Regions from separate parts of the Mus musculus genome. Here regions 1, 2 and 3 are each linked to region 4. Evidence: chromatin contacts called from public HiChIP or PLAC-seq and promoter capture Hi-C data. All regions are on one chromosome and are shown on one strand. Each heading gives the region's core, a stretch centred on a gene start, on an enhancer-like site or on the middle of the called end of the contact. The rest is flanking DNA. Distances are from core to core; before and after follow the strand shown. Region 1 overlaps St6galnac5 (ST6 (alpha-N-acetyl-neuraminyl-2,3-beta-galactosyl-1,3)-N-acetylgalactosaminide alpha-2,6-sialyltransferase 5). Region 2 has its middle 37 kb from the start of Gm40181. Region 3 overlaps Pigk (phosphatidylinositol glycan anchor biosynthesis, class K). Region 4 holds the start of St6galnac3 (ST6 (alpha-N-acetyl-neuraminyl-2,3-beta-galactosyl-1,3)-N-acetylgalactosaminide alpha-2,6-sialyltransferase 3).

The links. Promoter capture Hi-C pulls out the DNA fragments that hold promoters and counts their contacts. HiChIP or PLAC-seq counts read pairs in DNA pulled down with a chosen protein or histone mark.
Region 1: a contact with region 4 is called in an H3K27ac HiChIP or PLAC-seq map of large pre-B cells, with 4 times the contacts expected there. The contact joins the enhancer-like site here to the promoter of St6galnac3 in region 4. A contact is called at or near these places in 1 of 39 promoter capture datasets (embryonic stem cells), 3 of 115 datasets of contacts at active chromatin or transcription factors (astrocytes, large pre-B cells and regulatory T cells) and 1 of 9 other capture datasets (liver).
Region 2: a contact with region 4 is called in a promoter capture Hi-C map of liver, with 2.4 times the contacts expected there. The contact joins the enhancer-like site here to the promoter of St6galnac3 in region 4. A contact is called at or near these places in 3 of 39 promoter capture datasets (embryonic stem cells, hippocampal neurons and liver), 2 of 115 datasets of contacts at active chromatin or transcription factors (embryonic stem cells and pro-B cells) and 1 of 9 other capture datasets (embryonic stem cells).
Region 3: a contact with region 4 is called in a promoter capture Hi-C map of liver, with 4 times the contacts expected there. The contact joins the enhancer-like site here to the promoter of St6galnac3 in region 4. A contact is called at or near these places in 6 of 39 promoter capture datasets (the HPC-7 cell line, hippocampal neurons, liver and 2 more), 1 of 15 datasets of contacts at CTCF or cohesin (large pre-B cells) and 9 of 115 datasets of contacts at active chromatin or transcription factors (astrocytes, embryonic basal ganglia, embryonic forebrain and 6 more).

Annotation. Positions count from the first base shown.
Region 1 is chr3:152,911,098-152,914,252 of GRCm38.p6, reverse strand. The region is part of intron 2 of St6galnac5 (ST6 (alpha-N-acetyl-neuraminyl-2,3-beta-galactosyl-1,3)-N-acetylgalactosaminide alpha-2,6-sialyltransferase 5); the gene reads left to right. The region is part of intron 2 of Gm46830 (a long non-coding RNA gene); the gene reads right to left. Among named protein-coding and RNA genes, the nearest start is that of Gm46830, 13 kb to the right of the region's middle. Within about 2 kb of position 1,737, at least 116 of the 459 cell types and tissues checked have an H3K27ac peak or open chromatin away from gene starts, as enhancers often do. A contact at or near this core is called in regulatory T cells, where this site is marked.
Region 2 is chr3:152,791,252-152,794,240 of GRCm38.p6, reverse strand. It overlaps a transcript of Pigk not described here. Among named protein-coding and RNA genes, the nearest start is that of Gm40181, 37 kb to the right of the region's middle. Within about 2 kb of position 1,295, at least 20 of the 459 cell types and tissues checked have an H3K27ac peak or open chromatin away from gene starts, as enhancers often do. A contact at or near this core is called in hippocampal neurons and liver, where this site is marked.
Region 3 is chr3:152,762,030-152,764,871 of GRCm38.p6, reverse strand. The region is part of intron 9 of Pigk (phosphatidylinositol glycan anchor biosynthesis, class K); the gene reads right to left. Among named protein-coding and RNA genes, the nearest start is that of Gm40181, 7.3 kb to the right of the region's middle. Within about 2 kb of position 1,466, at least 136 of the 459 cell types and tissues checked have an H3K27ac peak or open chromatin away from gene starts, as enhancers often do. A contact at or near this core is called in liver, where this site is marked.
Region 4 is chr3:153,723,636-153,726,495 of GRCm38.p6, reverse strand. St6galnac3 (ST6 (alpha-N-acetyl-neuraminyl-2,3-beta-galactosyl-1,3)-N-acetylgalactosaminide alpha-2,6-sialyltransferase 3) reads left to right here and starts at 1,363. Exons shown (of 5, transcript NM_011372.2): 1 at 1,363-1,451. The coding sequence starts at 1,434.

The DNA.
Region 1 (3,155 bases), core at 488-2,987, 810 kb after region 4:
ATAATTTTTAACTCTTCTCTCTCAGGATCTTTCAGTCTCATCCCAAATGCACTTACCCAATGCGGAGTAGACAGCCTATCTTACCAGAATATTATAGAATTATCACTGATCAATTACAATATTTTTTATGTAAAAGCACTGAAAACATCCAATTTTATAAAATATTAAGCTTAATAAGCATATTTACCAAACCAGCTTCTACTAATGCCTCATCATGGGTCGTTCTAGTAATGATTCAAGGTCAAAACAATGGCTCACTTGTTAATGGCAGGTTAACATAGAGAATGAAAATGAAACCAAGTTTATAATGCAAAAACTTTCTTTAAAAGTATTTTGTCTGTAGGAGTGTTTGGCCTGTATCTATATCTGTGCACCATGTATGCCTGGTGCCCAAAGAGGCCAGAGGAGGCCATCAGAACCCTGGACTGGAGTTAGAAATGGTTGAAAGCCACTGTGTAAGTACTGGGAACTGAACTCGGGTTCACGGAAAGAGCAACAAGTGCTTTCAACCACAGGGCCATCTTTCCCGCCCCAGAATTTGTTAATTTTTTAAAATTTCATTATAATTACCCAAAGTTTGGGATGAATACATTTCATACCTCCAGATTAATAATAATGTAAAAGTCCCCAGCCTAACAGCAATGACTTGTAGCTTTTAAAAATACCTCAACTATATCTGAAAATAAGCAAAAATTAATCTCTCTGAGATGACTGAAATGCCGAGCTTATCAGGGTTACGAAAACAGTTTAAAGCGTTGACAGTTCACAGCGCAAAACCATCCAGTGTTTAAAGTTTCATTTTCATCCTTAAAACTTCTTCTTGTATCCACTTAAAGAGAACGGAGATGACAGAAGCTCAGGGAACTCCGAGCAGAATGGAGCGTAAGGGGACACACCCACTTCCCCACCAACCATCTGCCCAGAACCAGTGCATTTGCACTCCCAAACCAGACAGCCAAGAGGACACAGCGGTCAGAATCCAGCCTCCGTGCTCTCCTCAGATGAGGTGGGCTTTGTAGACTAGAATAAAAAGCCAGGGTGGGGTAGGTAATGATTCGGTTACAAATAAGGCCCAAGGGGTAGAGTTGTCTTTGCACTGTAGACCAGAGTCATCAGACAGCCCTTTCCCATATGGTGGTAGCCTGTGAGGTTGCTGTGGAAGAGCTGGACATTAGCACCAGGCATGTCAGCAAGCCCAGGTTCATAAGTGACTTACGACACTCACTCTCACAGTCTACTGATGGAGAAACAACTCAGTCACCTGACCCCAAATGAGCAAGGAAGATTCCAGAGCGATATAGGGGATTTGATGGTTACCAGGCTCCGCCATGGGAGACTTCCTGTCTCCCCCGTGGTCAACCTGCCTCAGCACTTATCGGTGTTCCTCCCTCAGGTACACTGTGGGCCTCAGACCCTGCAGTAGCCATGTCTCTCCAAAGAAAAGAAAATTCCAGAGAAAAGGAGACAGAAGAAAAACACCGGCTTACGCACAATGCCCCAACAGAATTGCAGGCTGGTACTTCTACTTAAGAGCAAGAAGTCAGAGGAAGAAAAGCACAGTGAGAGGCGGAACCACTGAACCACAAATTCGTGCTTACTCTACTGAAATGAGAATACAAGCGAGAAAAGCTTTCTCCTCCCCCCTCCCTGCCCCGCCCCACTCGACTAGCCTATGCAAGTGTGAGAGCATAGACTCTCCACTGGCCTGATCATCACGTCTTACAGGGCTCCGACTGCTGAGCCAATTCACGTTCTACTGCGTCTTCTGTGGCATGTAGTCACCGACACACGACGCCTTCTGGGCTCATCCAACCAGCTTTCTGAAAGCCTCCCAGGTGCCAGGCCTCATGCCGACTTGTTCCCGGGACTGTCCTCTCACAGAGCTGGTGTCAAGGGAGGGGCCCCTGAGTCATGACAGGAAACACATTTCAGGAAACACAACCACATTCTTTGTCTCCCATGACCTGCCACCACAGGGTGCTGAGTAGGTCCTTAAGCACAAGAGAAAAAGACCTCGAGCACCAGTTGCTCCCGTTCTAGGATTCTGCAACACACAGCCTAATGACAACAGCTTTGCTCTTCACACAGGAGTGAAGAATTAGAAAGTGTGTTTCTCTCCCCAAGCTCCCGTCAACGCTTTCCCCAACAGTCTTGATCAATCAGACCTTATTTCAGGACTGGGGGCCAGAAGGGTTAGAAGGTTCTACATGCTGCCTATTTGGGGCTCACTTTTGTCTTCGTCCCTTGTGGATGGTCCTGGGGAAGGTGGGACACATTTTCAGCTGGGTTTCCAGAACCTATGCTGTCCATGCCAAATTCTACTTCTAACTCTGTGACCTTGTAGCTGTCCTCTGGTCTCTCTGAGATGAAGTTCCCTCATGTGTAAAATCAAATGTTTAGACTAGACAAGGGCTCTTCCAACTGTAACCGTGTGGTTCTGGCATCTGTCTCCCTGCCTCTGTAATTGAGGCCACTGGTCCCGTGACCTGAGGTGTCTGCAGGGAGGATGAGTTGGAGAAGTGTCACTAGGTTGATCAGCTGGAGAGGCGTCCCTCCCACAGAATCAGCTAAGAGAAAAACCATCAGGTGTGTCCCCTCTGTAACTCTCCGGCATTGCATTTTCCTCTCAAAATGCCCAAACAGCCATTGAGATCATAAACTGAAGGCCATAACCATTCTATAGTCAGCATTTGCCAAAGTGCAGTGGCCCTATATCTGTGCACTCACCAATACATCTCCAAGATGGCCGAGTAGTCCACACTGAGCCCGAGTCCATGGGCCTGTCACTGAGAGCCCAGATCAAACTGAGGGACCTGACTCAAAACAGCAATGTGCAATCATAGTCTCAATCATAGGAGTGCAGAGAGGCTCAGCCCTGTCCCCAAGTCCATACCCATCTGACTAACCCAAGGTCATGCACACAGGCTCAAGGTCACGGACAGAGGTGAGAGAGATATTGCATCTCTGACTTCCAGGCCAGGTCCTCCACCAGGCTACACCAGATATTCATGGGCATACAGGAACCTAAAACTCTGTCAGTATAGTGACAGTGACATGCTCACGATAGTGCTGATGATTGTCATTGTATATACAGTACAGGTGTACTAACTGTACTTCACACAGATTGTAGTTCATCAATTGCATGTATAACTTTT
Region 2 (2,989 bases), core at 46-2,545, 930 kb after region 4:
TCAGTGTATCTGGTTTTACGTTGAGGTCTTTGATCCATTTGGACTTGAGTTTTGTGTGGGGTGAGTTGGGATATGGAACCTGAAGGGACCACCTCCAGTAGCCAGACAGGACCACCAGTGGAGGAATGGGTACACCAAACCACCTACATAATTTCTGACCTAAAATTGGTTCTATCTAACAGAAATGCAGGGACAAAGATGGAGCAGAGACTGAAGGAATGGCTGATTAGTGACTGGCCCATTTTGAGACCCATCCTATGGGCAGAGACCAATCCCTCACACTATTAATGATGCTATATACTATGTTGTGTTTGCAGACAGGAGCCTAGCATAGCAGCCCTCTGTGAGGCTCTACTCAGCAACCGAGACAGATGTAGATAATGACAAACATTGGATGGAGGTCAGGGACCACTGTGAAAAAGGCAAGGACTGAAGGCCCTTAAGGAGATGGCAACCCCACAGGAAGACCAACAGTGTCACCCAACCTGGACCCCTGGGAGCACCCAGAGACTAAGCCACCAAACAAAGAGCATATATGGGCAGTTCTGAGTCTCCCTATACTCTGGCCTCAAAGGGAGTGGATGCGGCTAGTCGTGCAGAGACGGGATGAACAAGGATGGAGGGATATTGAGGGAGGGCTGCCCTCTCAGGGGCAAAGGGGAGGGAGGAGAGAGGGGGACTGGGATGGGGAGGACAACATCTGGGATGTAATAAACCCATTCTCAGAACTGGATCTTTTATTCACTAGTCTCTGATGTCTAATGAGATATCATTTCTCTGTTATAACTCCATCTTACTTACACAGATACACCCCCCCCCACACACACATTTAATTTTTTTTTTAAAAGAAAGATACCTAGACATAGGCATTTGACTGCCAATGATGAAGAGGCAACTGGAAAATACAGATGGGAATGTACATACAGGGGACTGTAAGCAGCTTTTGATTTGGGAAAAATGTGCAGAACATCTGGAGCACGCTGCTGTGGAAAAGCACTCAGACAAGACTTAAAGGAAGCCAAGCAGCTGAGCAGGAGTGCCTGGAACTGACAGCAGCGTGAAGGGAGAGGAGACACTGTGAAAAAGTGTAGTTAGTAAGAAGAGGTGGTAAGGAGATCGCATTCATGAACACACACACACACACACACACACACACACACACACACACACACACAAACAGGGAGAGGAGGAAAAAAGCCAGATGAACTAGCACGATGAAGCATTTAGCAGAGAGCATATTGCTCTGAGAACTTTAGTAGTGAAGGTCTGAACACACTGTGAGGGAAAGGAGCTCCCAGATGGGATGCGTGTGACCAGCTCTCAGGGTGTAGGCCTCAGCCTCTGAGTCTAGGTGAGTGGAAGGGCAGAACCTGCCAAGTGGCAGGGGGTAGATGTCAGATGGAATTGGTCCAGAGCCTGGTTCATTTCCAGATCACTAAGCTTCCGTTGGCACAGTAACTAAAAGTGAAAGTGCTTGTGTGGAGTCCGTATCGTGTGGCTCTTAAATGGGACTTGTTCTTGTTTCTTCCCTGGTAGCAGTTCTCTCAGGAACCACTCTAGAACCATGTTACTCTTTAGGAAAGAATCCTACCTTCTCACCCCACCCCCCAATCCGGGGAGCACCTCCAGGCACAGCACATGATGATGGTCTCAGTTACTATTGCTTAGCAACTGCTCCAACTCGACACTGTTTCTCTAACTGCAATATGCTCATGGTTCTGGGCAATCAGGAGATGGTGCCATGGGTTGGCTGGGGTCTGGACTGGAGCAACGCTTCTCCACAGGGCTCAGTTCCTCAGGGATGGTGGCTGGGCCTAGAGGCCCGAGAGACAGCAGGGCATATGTATGGGTCACCTTCAATGGCCTCACTCCAGAATGGGCAGTACTGTTCTACTGAGTAGAAGAAGTGTCTATCCAGCCCAGATCCGAGGAGTGAGAGACTGTATTACAGACTCTACCTCCTGATGTGAGAAGCATCATTGAATTTGCAGTATTGCCCATAGTAAACACTACATAGATGTCTGTTTCCAGCAATTACAACATTTTGGAAAAGCAAAGGAAGTCAGAGTGGTGTGCAGTCCTGGAACGTCTACACAGAACTCAGAAATAGTGCTGCAAACTTGATCAACCTTAAAGAATGCTGCTCGCAGCTGTGCTACAGCAAATACTGCAGTCTTGTTCAATCTCTCCATAGGAGATAAAACAGCATTCGTGTTTACTGCATTCATGTCACTACCCACAACAGCCAAGGTAAGGAGCCAGTGAGATGTCTATCAGCCAGTGAGTGGACAAAGGCAATGCACTGTATGATCTGAGCCAAACTGCACCATCTAGAGGGAAATGAATGGAATTGGAGACCTCGGTGTTAAGTGAAATAAGCCACTCAGAAAGTCAAATGCTACACACTCTCTCCTGGGCAGACTATATACTTAAATACATCTAAAGAGAAATATAGGAGTGATGTGAAGGTAGGTGTATGGGGAGGAGACGAGGCCTGGGGCAGGCAAAGACCAAGAGTGGCATGTTCTCTCACCTGCAGCAGTGAGCCAAGGTCACACAACTTTTCATACAGCTCCTCCATTTTGGTTGAACTGTGACGATTCCAGAATCCAAGGTGATCTGGCCAAGGTAATTAGGTCTCTAGAACCAGAGACCTATTTCTCTCAACGTCTTCTCTGCTCACTTGCTCCAGTAATGGCCAACCCGGAAAGACCTTGACCTAACGTTCTGTGACTGTGTGAGTACTCACTGCTTACCCTAGCTAAGGCCACCTAGGGCCAAACCAGCAAACCTTTCCATACAGTTCCCCTCCCTCTTCCTCTCAAGTATTTAAGAGGAGACTTTTACTCTGTCATGCTGATCTGAGCTCTCCTTGGAGCCTCTGTATGCTGTTGCCTGTCTATCTGTGACATTAATCTCTTTTCTAATACATAAATGCATATAACATAAAATGATAATTATAAATACATACATACATACATACATACAT
Region 3 (2,842 bases), core at 217-2,716, 960 kb after region 4:
TATCCATGATATACAAAAGCTCAAGACGGCAGATGTCAGGAAGAACACAGAAGACAACTCAAGCAAAACTCAGCTAAGCACTGAACAGAGAGAAGCCCAAGTGACCAGCAACTATCATGAAGCACTCGGTGCCCTTAGTCATCACAGAGGCACCAGTTAAAACCACAATGAGATTCCATCTACATCAGGAAGAATGGCTAACAGCAAGACACGGATATTGGAATGGTGTTGGTGGGCATATAACCTTCTGCAGCTACAAGGAAAACCAACGTGGTGATTTCTAAGAAAGCAAATGCTACAGTTGCCATATGACCCACCCATCCCACTCCTGGGCACCCACCCGAAGAACTCTGCATCCTACCAAAGAGACCTGCACATCTGTGGTCACGGCCGCTCTAGTCACAGTAGCTAGGAAATACAGTCAGCCTAGACACTATTAACTCAAGTAACAACAAAAATGAGGTACACACACAATGGAATTCAAGTCATCCAATAACTTGAAACTATGAGATTTTCAAGAAATGGAAGAAACTGAAAAATATTCTATTACCTTAACTCTCTCATGTGTGTTCAGCTCTTTTATATATACACATCTATATCACAGGAGAAATATGATCTTTAAGTTGGGGGTGGGGAGACAGCAGAACCCGTGTGACATAGAAGGGACACGATGGTCTCACTCAGCGAGAGCAGATGGCAGACAGAATGTACAGTCTAGGATGTCAACCGAAAGAAATGATACATGGAAAGCTGACATTTTGGTAAGCTAATCAAAAAACAATTTTTAAAAATATTTTGAATGGGATATTCACCCTGTGGGGATGAATAAAGGTGTTTCCAGAGGTTACAGCCTATTAAACAAGAATCCCAGGACCAGGGCAAGGCACTTCTCAGGAGGTGACCATGGGTGCTCCCAAGAACCCCAAAACAACCCAGGCCACTGCCCTTAGTTTCCTACCATAACTAGTTGGTCAGACTGTGCTGCTCAAGATCACACAGGATTGACCCCAGACACAGAGAAAGCAAGCTGCAGCTGGGCTGGAACCTCCCCCCTGCTGGCTAGGCTGAAGCTGCCAGGGGGCGCCATGCAGCTCGCCCTCCGGGTACCAACACTGACGGCCAGGCAGCTTGAGAGCACTGGTACGGCGGGAAGCCTGCCCACCTCGGGGCTGGACTTGCCACAGGAAGGACCTCGCTTCGGACGCTCTCCGCTGGTCAAAAGCCTGTAGCTGGGAAGAGGGGCTGCAGGATGCAAGTCGCGCCTATCAAACGGCCTTCTCCAGAGCTCACATGCCCGCAGAGCTGCTCAGACAAGCTTCTTCCTCCAGTGGGCAGCAGTGACTGCAGACTCATAACTACTCAAAGTCGAGAGAATAAACTAAACGACAGTTTGAATACCTCGCCCGCTATACCTAGGACATATAGAACAGCCCCTCAAAGCTCGGGGGCACTGTGGAAGATGGAGCAGAGAGAACGGAAGAGTCAGCGGAAGTGAGATAGCTGTGGAAAGCTGACTTCCGGATACGACAGGACTTTGGCAATCGCAGACCCACAGCAGCCTTGACATCTGCACTGGACTGCAAGGCTGGGTCTGTCAGGACCCTTCCAGGGAAGAGCAAGGGATCCGTGGAGCCCCACCCTCTCCAGGACTCACAGGCAGTTAAAAGTTGATGGGGGAGGAGACAGAATTTCCACAGCCCTGTAGCTATAAGGTGTACATGCTCTGTAAACAGGCTTCCGCCCACGCTCCTGCAGACAGCCCTGAGGAGACTCACAGGGTCACCACAACTGATAGACAAAGGCAAGACAAGAAAGCATAGGGGAGCCAGCTGGGAAGAGGATTGGCAGAACTGGGGTGAATATGACCGACATACACCATGCACATGCATAAACCGACATAATGAAATCCATTGCTGTGGACAACTAATACATAATAATTAATTAAATTATATACTAATTAAATATATATACTAATTAAAACACTTAGTCCCAACACTTGGGAGGTAATATCAGGTGGACCAAGGTTCAAGACCAATCTCAGGGACACAGGAGTTTATGGGCAGCCTCTAATACATGAGAGCCAGTTCAACAGAAAAAGCTTTTAAAAGAAAAAACTTGTGAAAAAAAATGAGCAATTTTCTAATTTTTAAATTTTTCTTGTTGAACCATTTGAAAGTTGAGACACCATCAGTTATTATGTATTTCAGCATGCCTTCACAATGTCAACAATGTTTCAAAGACAGTGTGTAATTCACACTGAGTCTCATGTAGCTCACCAGTCTCACAGTGGTTAAATCAACCGCTCATAACTTTCCTGGAAATACTGGTTCTCTTCCACAGGTTGCACACTGTTTCCAGGAACCTGGCTCGATGTTCTTTCCAGTTAGGTGACTTCCATCCTAACGCACTGTTACCCTTGTACTCCTGCATCTTCGTTTCTCACTCGGAGGCTCGGGAGGCCTCTTCCTCCCTGCTTCTGCTGAGGTGACGCCCTAGCATACTTGGAGGATTGGCAGGGTAGACAGTCCCTCTCAGGTACCCACGACATAAGACCTTTCAATGCACACATTCTGCTTGAGCTCTGAAAAGGTTTCCAGTACAGTTTTTAACGCTATTTCTATTTCTATTCCATTTGATTTTCTAGTTTAAGCATTAAGCAAATATAATGGACCCCCCCCCCAGACTCTCTCTCTCTCTCTGATTTTTCCTGTTTTCTTCCTCACATTTCAGTGTTATTTTCCTGGCTCTTATTTCTAGTCTTTATTCCTTTCACTGAACTTGTGGTAACACACTCCTCCCCTGGGTGTCTTGTAATTTAGTTTTCACTTCCAAGGTGATTTTC
Region 4 (2,860 bases), core at 114-2,613:
TTAAAGCTGCAGTTTGAAGTATGCGATCTTTACCAAACCATACTTATAAAATACATGTGCCTTGAAGGCAGAGGGAGGGGTGGGAGGAAGTGGCAACAGAGAAGAGTTTAGTCACCCTGGAGACAGACAGAGCTTGCCTGGGAACAGGCAGTTTGAATAGGACTCTAGTCTTTTCAGTATCTTCCCTGTGATTTCTCCTGTTGAATGTCCTGAGCAATTCCTGTCTGTTGGTGTGGGAGCCATCTCATGACCCTCGGTCACTCTCAGATCACATGCTTTCCCTGATGCTGTGCAGGCCAGCTAATCTGCGAGGGAGATGACTTTAAGGTAGATGTTTTGGGGAGTAATTTAAAGACTTGTGTGACTTCTAGACAGCAGGAATTTGTGTATCTACAGACCTTTCCTCTCTCTGGGCATAACCTCTTCTTGTAGAAATGATTGTTCTCTTAGCAGGTCTGGTTTGGGACACACAGAGTCCATTAAGGACCCAGAGAGGACCAGGTTCCAGTTTGCCCATGTCACCTCTTGGGTAAATCTGCACTGCTCTTTAACACAGGACAGTTCATGGTGGAGGTCAGGACCTTCCTAGATGTCCAGACTTAAGAGGAAAAGCTAATATGTAACTTGGTTGTTGAAATTTTAACTGAGTTCTCTAAATTCCAAGATAGTAGTAGTGAGTAGCAAAGTCCTGTGCATCATACTCTGTACATAGGTGTACACACATGAACATTATCTTTATACATTGTGTACATAAGCATTTTACGAACTTGCAACAGAATACAACAGTCACAGCTGCATATGTTTATGTGCCCATATGCTACACATGCTGTGCACAATGTCACATTGTGTGAAGATTGTGGCTTCTTTTTTGAAGACCAAGAGTGTTCAATCTTTCAGCATCTCTAGTTGTTTGTGTTTTCAGGTTGACAGACGATCAATCATAACAAGAGACGCACACCACAGAATTCTGCAGTGCCCAAGGGCTAGCCCTGGGCACTTCCAGCTGCTTTCGAAGAATCCTGTGATGGGCCCCATGCCTGCATCGGAATGGTGCCAAACAAAGCTAACTTTTTGGAAAGTGGCACATCTGTGGGTTCTCTGATGGGCGAGTGCAGCTGGAAGGGCCACCTTCTGTCCTCAGGTTAAGCAGATCTGGGTCTGCTGCAAGCCGGGCTTTACATACCTCCATCTGCAGAAGGGTTTGGAAAAAAAGGTGAAGTAGTAGCAGCGGTGGAGTAGCAAGCAGTTGCGGGCTGCACGGAGGGCACGTGACTAGGGGCGGGGCCTCGTGTGGCGCCAGCCAGTGGCGGGGCTCGGGGGTGGGGCCTGAGCGCGCAGCTCCCGCGGCCCGGCTCGCTCTGCGGGAATGTGGGCTGGAGTGGTCCAGCTGCGGGGCCGAGGTGCAGCGAGCCACAGGGTCGATCCATAGCGCCATGGCCTGCATCCTCAAGGTAACAGCTCGGCGGTGGGCCGCATGCGAGCTCCGCCTGCTGGGTGCGCCGAGGCGTGGAGCCCGCCGCGGTCCCGCCGCATCCTCAGCCCGCCCGTCTCTTCCTGGCGTCGGCTTCCTTTTTGTTCCTTTGGCCAAGGCATCTGGGTGGGAGACTATGTAATGTGCGTTGGGCACAGACTCCTTGCCTGCACTGCTGCCGGCTGGCTCCTGTCTGGAAGGAGCTGGGCAGGGAGCGCGCGGCGGCGTGCCGAATGATGGGTATAGCAGGCGGAGCAGAGGGTGCTCCGAGACTTGGGTCAGGGCAGCCCGCGGCCTGTGGGGGGCCATGGGCTGAAAAGGAGTGGCCCAGCATGGGTGAGGGGCACAGCGTTTGAGAGGAGGAGGAGAGGGTGCAGAGAGCCCGCAGCCTTTGCTCCCGGGAACACATAAACTTCTAGGTCTACAGGTAGCCCTGTAGGGATGAGTTTTCTGGGGAACTAGCTCCAGGTGCCGGGACTTAAGTTGGAAAAGTTCATTAGATGGACATAGGTAGAATGTTGGACTTCCTTAGGCTCACATGTGAACAGACAGTATCTACCCAGAGTCCAGCCCTATTTTGCTGAGTTCTTTCAAGCCTTGGTACATTCCATGTTCTTAGTGACTCCTTAGCCACAGGCTTGAAGGCTTTGCGTGGACCTACTTGGTGAGGACCTTTTCTGGGAAGACTTGTTTCCAACTCACCGAGAAAGTTCACTCCCTAGCCTGTTCTGGTTTTTCCTCGCTGTCCTTATTCAGTTGCCCAGTCTGACTCCGTGGATCCAAACTTGAGCAGCATGAAGGTTTCCCATCCCGGAGAGAAAACTAAGGTGTTCGGTTTCCAGCCCCGAGAAGGTGCTGTGTGACCAAGGGCCACACAGAACAGTCTTGTGTGTCGTAGCACTTAATATAGTCTTGGGCTGCTGTTGAAGTTGTACCAGTCATCCTTCCCTCTCATGAAGCGAGGCAGCAGACCCTTATTGTGACTTTCCTGAGCTTGCCGTTTGTTTTGGAACACTTTCCACGCCTTTTCTTTTCTTTTTTTTTCCCCAAGGGTGGCAAAGTTAGGAGGAAATAATCCATTGGTATCACAGAATGCAACTTGAACTCACAGGAACTGGAACTAGGTCACCACATCGTCTCTATTTATTTGTGTCATTTGCTAAAAGGAAATCAAGGCGCCTGCCATGTCCTGTTGTTGGTCATGTCTTCCTCTATTGGTTTTTCCCCTGTCATGCATCTTCTGTCTGTGTGAGTGTGCTTGCTCTGGAGTGGTGCTGCTGATTGGACTTTTACAAATGCCAAGGTCCTGTCTGGTCACAGGGCTATATCCCCAGATCCCTCGAGGCATCTCTAGTGCAGATCCAAGGGCACACATAGATCTCACCTGTC